Linked DNA regions of Salvelinus alpinus: region 1 is linked to region 2. A link is a contact called in public Hi-C data. All regions are on one chromosome and are shown on one strand. The core of a region is the stretch at or near the end of the contact, and the rest is flanking DNA. Distances in the headings are between cores, read along the strand shown.

Evidence for each region. A called contact is a pair of places that touch in the nucleus more often than the background predicts.
Region 1: a contact with region 2 is called in a Hi-C map of red muscle, with 5 times the contacts expected there. The contact joins the promoter of LOC139550770 here to the promoter of LOC139550767 in region 2. A contact is called at or near these places in 2 of 3 Hi-C or Micro-C datasets (muscle and red muscle).

What each region holds. Positions count from the first base shown.
Region 1 is chr23:30,019,790-30,023,428 of SLU_Salpinus.1, forward strand. It overlaps LOC139550770 (very long chain fatty acid elongase 4-like), which reads right to left and starts at 2,031. Exons shown (of 8, transcript XM_071361904.1): 1 at 1,812-2,031; 2 at 1,048-1,114; 3 at 729-916; 4 at 456-536; 5 at 285-341; 6 at 1-91. The coding sequence starts at 1,880. It also overlaps the pseudogene LOC139550771.
Region 2 is chr23:29,878,517-29,881,817 of SLU_Salpinus.1, forward strand. It overlaps LOC139550767 (uroporphyrinogen decarboxylase-like), which reads left to right and starts at 1,776. Exons shown (of 10, transcript XM_071361899.1): 1 at 1,776-1,956; 2 at 2,541-2,653; 3 at 2,807-2,886; 4 at 2,979-3,041; 5 at 3,274-3,301. The coding sequence starts at 1,934. LOC139550763 (tyrosine-protein kinase Lyn-like) reads left to right here. Exons shown (of 13, transcript XM_071361894.1): 12 at 1-101; 13 at 524-1,429. The coding sequence ends at 726.

The DNA.
Region 1 (3,639 bases), core at 781-3,280, 140 kb after region 2:
CCCCAGCCCACCAGTTGAAGATCATGGTGCCGTGGTGGTAGACATGCAGGAACGTCAGCTGACTGTTCTTCTTCCTCAGGATGAAGAAAAGCTGGAAGAGACGTGTCATATTTCATTTATTTATCAAACATGACAGATATACAAGAATATGACAAGAAACACAATTAGCTACAGTCACATGGACAGAAGACAGCACATTAAAGATGTCTTGATAGAAGCGATGTAATAAGAGCACACCGTTCTTGCTTCAACCTGGGACAGTAGAATCCCTGATGTGTACTTACAGTGTCACTGAGCTCGATGACTTTGGAGAAGAAGAACCACCAGCAGACCGTGGCCATCTGTTCAGAACACACAGAAGATACATTTCAGCAGTAGGTTAAGATTAGAAACCATTTACATACAGTATATGTACATTAAGGCAATTGCAAAGCATTGCAGTGGATATGAGTTACCCGCATTGCCAGTGGGCTGGTGTTGTAGTCCACAGGCTGACATAATATACTATAATTTGCCAACCAGGATGACGCTGTGAACTGAGGAGAGAGTAAAATGCATTAAAATACTATATGCTTACAGGTAGAGAAATAGCTACTCATCATCACTTATTTACACATACACTATATAACAAGGATGTAGATAGGTACTGTAATGTGTACAATAGATCCAAAGCACATCCAATATGAGTAAAATAGCTACACGTTATCCATGCTTTCCAGTTTCCATACCTCATAGAACATGTAGGCAGACAGGCAGACCATAGCAAAGTTGTAAATGATGAGCACAGGCTTGAGGTTGACTGGCTGTCTCTGAGCCATCAGCTTGGGGCCCACCCATATTAGGAGCAGGTAGCACAGGAAGATGCAAGTGATTGGCACAGGTGAGTACACCAGCAACCAGCTGTCAGTTCTTTTGTCTGAAAGCACACAGAGACCGCATTACTATAGGATAAGAAAATGGATAGGTGAAGCAATGATTTACATATGTTGGTCTTGTACTGGTAACTTCAGTCAGCAATGTCTGGTTTTAGAAGCTGGGCACAGTTACCTCCATTATCTAGCACCCCTTGGTAGAACAGTTGGATTTTCTGCCATGTTGTGGCCATCCCTAAACGCTGCAAAAATGCATTATATGATGAGTTAAATGCATTTTATCACTTTACATTATATAAAGTAAATATTCACTCTGATGAAGCTATCCAAATAGTTGGTGTGAATTATTTGCTCCTAGAAGTTTACATTTTATAACTCATATAAGCAGATTTCAGAAGGATGTCTATGCAAGCGACAGTACTGCCACCTAACGTCAGATTGGTAAATTATGAAAAGGGTCACAATTGCAAAACAAGCACAGAAATACTGTATCTGAGACGTTTTGTTGATAGGCTACTCAAATCAGTCGGCCGGCTGGATAAGCTAAAGTAGGTTTAGCTTCTTGCTTCAGGAGGATTTAGAAAATCCCTGACACAACGACACAGCATATTGAACCTCGGATAACCTCTTCTGTATTTTAACTCTCTGTCGCCTACAAGAGTTACACTTTATTGATTTTTTCTCTCTCACAGAAGTGTGTATAGCTCTTTATGAAATAACAAGGTGTTGGCATGAATAGTGGTATAGATAATAATGGTGATGATACAATTATGAAGGTATTTCTCTTGGTTATACCACTACAGTCTAGGCTAGAGGGACATTCCTTTTAGGAATGACAAAATAACTATTTAGGCTAGGCCTAACTGATTTTGTCATACGAAAGTCATTTATAATAGGCTGTAATTGTCTATTTTCAGGTGCGAGATTAACAGAACTTACTTCGTAGGCTGCACTCATCGACCGGAATGCACAAATTGCAGATCTGATGGTCGCAAACCATCTAACCATGGTTGAATTTGTCCGCCATCCAGCGCAGCATTCTCTCTGAGTGTTGATGGCGATATGAGTGAGCTGAATTGTCGTTTACCATCACCCCCCGCGGCAATGAGGTAATCCACCTGCTGTGCATGGTATTTTAGCCTATAGCTGAGCCCTAGGCTATCTATGTGTACTTTTCCCACCACTGCTCCAGACAAGCAAAATAAATCTACCCTGCCCCACCCTTTATAACATAGAAACACAACATATTGAAATGATTTTGATTACATTAATACAACAACATAATCATAAGTTTAATTGTGAATTCAGATTAGTTATATAGAACATAGTAGGCGTAGGCTACCTGCTTGTGAATAACCAGTATCTAACCATGGAACAACCAGCAACCTGGAACGTAAATCTTATGTCGGAGTCCGGAATGTATATATCATATATGTATATATACACTACCTTTCAAAAGTTTGGGGTCACTTAGAAATGTCCTTGTTTTCCATGAAAACATACATGAAATTAGTTGCAAAATGAATAGGAAATATAGTCAAGACGTTGACAAGTATACCCTGAAGTCATGCACACTGCCCTGCATGGGTTCGGTGACTGTCAGTCCAACTTTCCTTAGCACAGCATCTGTCTACAGACACCTCCGTAAGGTTTGACCTGCAGACTTCATAAACTGCAGAGGAGAGCAGGACCTGTCACCAGACCACATGTAGGGAAGACATACTGTATTTCAAGGGCCTAAATAATTCCAGTTTACTGTACAGGTTTGCCTTATCAGACACAATTGACAGGTACAGACAAAATCAAATTTAATTCATACAAAACTATTTATCGGACGGTCAAGTCACTGACACAAGCCACCACCATGCTAATTAACAATTACTCATCTCAGAAACGACACAGACAATGTTAATTGGAGTCCTGTTTATCTGCATCTGACCCATGATTGTGGTGGTGCTGATGATGCTGCTGGTGGTGGGGGTACTGATGATGCTGGTGATGTATGTGTGACATGTTACCACCCCCCTCAGACGACATCTGGCGTCCATCAATTTGGAACTGGGTTGCTGACGGTATCGACATCAATAGACCTCACTGTATCAACCACTGTGCTGTCTGTCTCGTTAACACGCATCTCTGAACTGCTCAGTGTCTCGTTTCTCTGGGTGCTGTTCCACCCAGCTGAGGAGGTTGTGTTGGAGTCCACCTGTAGAAGAGTAGAACAAACTAAAGTTAACAAAATAGGTACAAGCTAAAAATACACCTAGGAGATCCGCAGAGAGATCTCTATTATTTGGTTCACTAATCAGAACCTTTATTACGCTACAAAGCCGAATCATAGAGAATTACTAGAAAGAGAAGAGTCTGTGGTGTTTTCCTGTTTTAGTAATTGTATTTCTATGGAGCACTTCTGCAGACAGTAGTGTTTTCAATTGAGAAGCCAAACTGAAATGAAATGTCTGCAGTTCCCTTAAGAATTGTGCTTTCACTTACGGTGCAGTTGCCACAGATGTCCTTGTGGTAGGTGGCTCTGACGGCTGCCTCTATGTAGGGGTAGTGGAGGAAGCTGTAGGGTAGGACTATGTGGAACGTCAGTCTCCCACATCTGTCAGAGAGAGGAGGGGATAGGAGAGAGATACATTACATGGCCACACGAATGAGGTGTCACACCAGTTCTAAAGATCTCTGTAGATAGAAAATGTCTCAATAAAACCTGATAGATACTTCATACCATTAAAGTCAAAGAGCAGTGATAAGCTTTAGATTA
Region 2 (3,301 bases), core at 526-3,025:
AGAGGCCATCAACTATGGCTCCTTCACTATCAAATCAGACATGTGGTCCTTTGGAGTCCTCCTGTATGAAATCATTACCTATGGAAAAATACCTTACCCAGGTAATTACATGCAACCGTATACACATAAACACACACAATACTTTCATATTTAAGACTAACTACTCAAGCCTGATTTCCCCACGATATGCTGACAAAATATAGAGCTTGAATGAACGAAATAATAGGCGTTAACATATATTTATCGCCATCTGCTGGTTAATGACAGATATTGCATGAGATCGTTGAGGGGTATTCTCCAGAGAAGGACCCTGTATTTGGTTTGATGGTATTTATTGTGATGCGTCAGGAAATACCAAATACCTGCTGACTTTATTTGTATTTTTTCCGCTATTGATCAACCATTTTCCCCACAGAAAATAGAATTGGTCACATTTGCTTTTTTCAATTTGGGTCGAACTGCATTTCAGAGTATCTGCTTCGCCTCACTTCTGAATCTTTCTGTTCCCTTTTTCCTTTTCAAGGGATGAGTAATGGTGAGGTGATGACTTCCGTGCAGAGAGGTTATAGAATGCCCCGCCCTGAGAACTGTCCCACCGAGCTCTATGACATCATGACCAGCTGTTGGAAGAGCAAGCCAGATGACAGGCCTACATTTGACTACATCCAGAGTGTCCTAGATGACTTTTACACCGCCACAGAGGGCCAGTACCAACAGCAGCCCTAGGAAGTCAATGTTTGAGTCCCAATAGGGCTCTGGCCAAAAGTAGTGCACTATGTAGGGGATAGGGTGTCATTTGGGATGTACATACATCTGCCAATGTGCTAGTTTCATTATGAAATAGTCAATCCACCAGCAACAATATCAGCTATTCAGTGGAAGTAGATATTGTCGGACAAGTTGACTGCTTGTTTATTTGTTAAGCAAGCTAAAGATGAATCTATGAATTCAACTTCATATTGAAGTATAGACCTGCTTGTGCATTTCAGCATTTCACGGAAAATGATCGAATAACAAATGGCTTACTGTTGACTGACTCTGATCAAACCTGTCGAATAATTATCACATTCAACAGCACAAAATAGACATTCTACCACATATTTATTATCACTTTAGCCATATCTGTTTGCCATGTTGAATTCAAGCATACATTTTACCAGTACAGATGCTTACCTTTTCATCTATTACATTTCTATTTTTCTTTATATTTCAAGGTACATTGATTTATTTTAGCAGCTGGTCTTTTGGGTTATTTTCTGAATTACGAAAATAATGAGACTAATGATTTATTTCATGTATATTTGTTGTATTTTAGTTTTATTTGCAATGAGATATTGATGTGTGACATCACGTGTTTGTGATTGTATTAACCTGAATAAATGCAAATGATATGTATCAATAAAAATACTTATTTGCAGATATTTCATAATTTTGGCCTATAATAAGTCATTTGAAAAGTGTCATCAGCACTAGAAAGTTATATTATATACTATCTATGCCAGAAATATAAGTATTTATCTTCAGACAAGACAAGTGGCGTTCCATGTCCTCTTTTTGTACTAGCGCTTTTCAGTTAATTCACTTCTCCATGCGATGTGAGATCTGATTTAAAATCAGATCATTTGAGTCAGTGAATTAACTTACAAAACATGAAAAATATCAATCAAAAGATGTTATAAACGGACAACTACCGATATCACAGTGCGCAACATTCAAGATTCGGGGATCGCGAGGCAAAAAGTTGAAACGTAACCATAGTGGTCACGTGACTTTCTAAAGATGGCCGCGCCCTGTAACCGAGGGGTGTGACATAATTTTAGTTGTACAACATTCTGGATGACAGTTAAGAAGCAGACAGCATTGTGCCACTGACATCTAGGACAAGTAAACATCATTTCTACACTTTCTCAACCATTGTATCATCTGTCCCATCATGGAAAATGACGATCTAATACTGTACGTATATTCTGTATACCTAGATACTCTAAAGCAAGCAATTGTTAGCCGACTAACTAGCTTACCATTTAGCTTGTATAGAATAATATACATTTTATTCGTAGCGTTACAAAACACTGAACCATTAGCTATCTATCTATTACGTCGACATTCAAGTGCATGCAGTGTTGTTTGTGTTCTTCTAATGCTTGATTGTAGCTAGCTAGTTCTTTTTTTAATTGTGTGCTAAGAAGCTAGCTAGTTAACTGCTAACAGAGTCACTAAAGGAACACGATGAAGACTTGCAGCATGTCACATTGAAGTATTGTCAGGGGTTAGGCTTGGTACATAAAGCATTTGTGACAGTGTCACTATGAAGTTGCATGAGAAAGAGAGAACCTGCATAATTTCATTCAACCGTTTCACAATGTGCAGCTGAGAACAGAGAGGGGGGACTTATCTTTTACGATCACATGCTCCTACAGCACGCTATAGTGGGTGGCCAACACGATAACTAGGATAAGGGGAGGAGTAGGCCTTGCCTCTGATAAGAATATGACCTCATATGGTCTCATTCCATCTTTGACATGATATTTCGTTTTTAGCCCCAAAGACTTCCCTAAGTTGAAGAATGATGCATTCCTCCGTGCATGCCAAGGCCAGGAGACCAACCATGTTCCTGTGTGGTGTATGAGACAGGCTGGACGCTACCTGCCAGGTGGGCCTCACTACACCCTCATATTCTCTTCATTGACATAAGAGACTAACATTAACAAGCACTAGGCTAAATCAAATATGAGTAAGTTGTTATTGTTTGAATGGACCCATCCATCTTTTAATGAGTTGCTGGTATTGACATGTCTGTTTGTAGAGTTCCGTGAGTTCAGAGCTGGGAAGGACTTCTTTGAAACGTGTCGGTCACCTGCAGCCTGCTGTGAACTCACTCTCCAGGTAGCTAAGCAGTACAGGTATAAAACGATCTACAAAACATCTTAGCCTTGATTGATAACATTCACCTATTTTTTGTTGTTGTCTTCTCACAGCCATTGAGACGTTTCCCATTTGATGCTGCCATCATCTTCTCAGATATCCTGGTTATCCCACAGGTAAGAATAGTCCTTGTCTGACAAATATTTTTATTTGCCATTACTTTACTCAATTCAGTTACAAGTGTTCTTCCTCCTCTCTACATACTAGACAAAGAGATGACATGAGGTACAGTAAGAAGGTCATCTCTTTGTGTAGTATGTGGAGAGGAGGAAATACATAACTCAGATACAGTATGAGGAATGGAACTGCCCAATGAATGTCTGGGTTTATGTGTGCTCCTGCTACCAGGCCATGGGTATGGATGTCCAGATGGTGG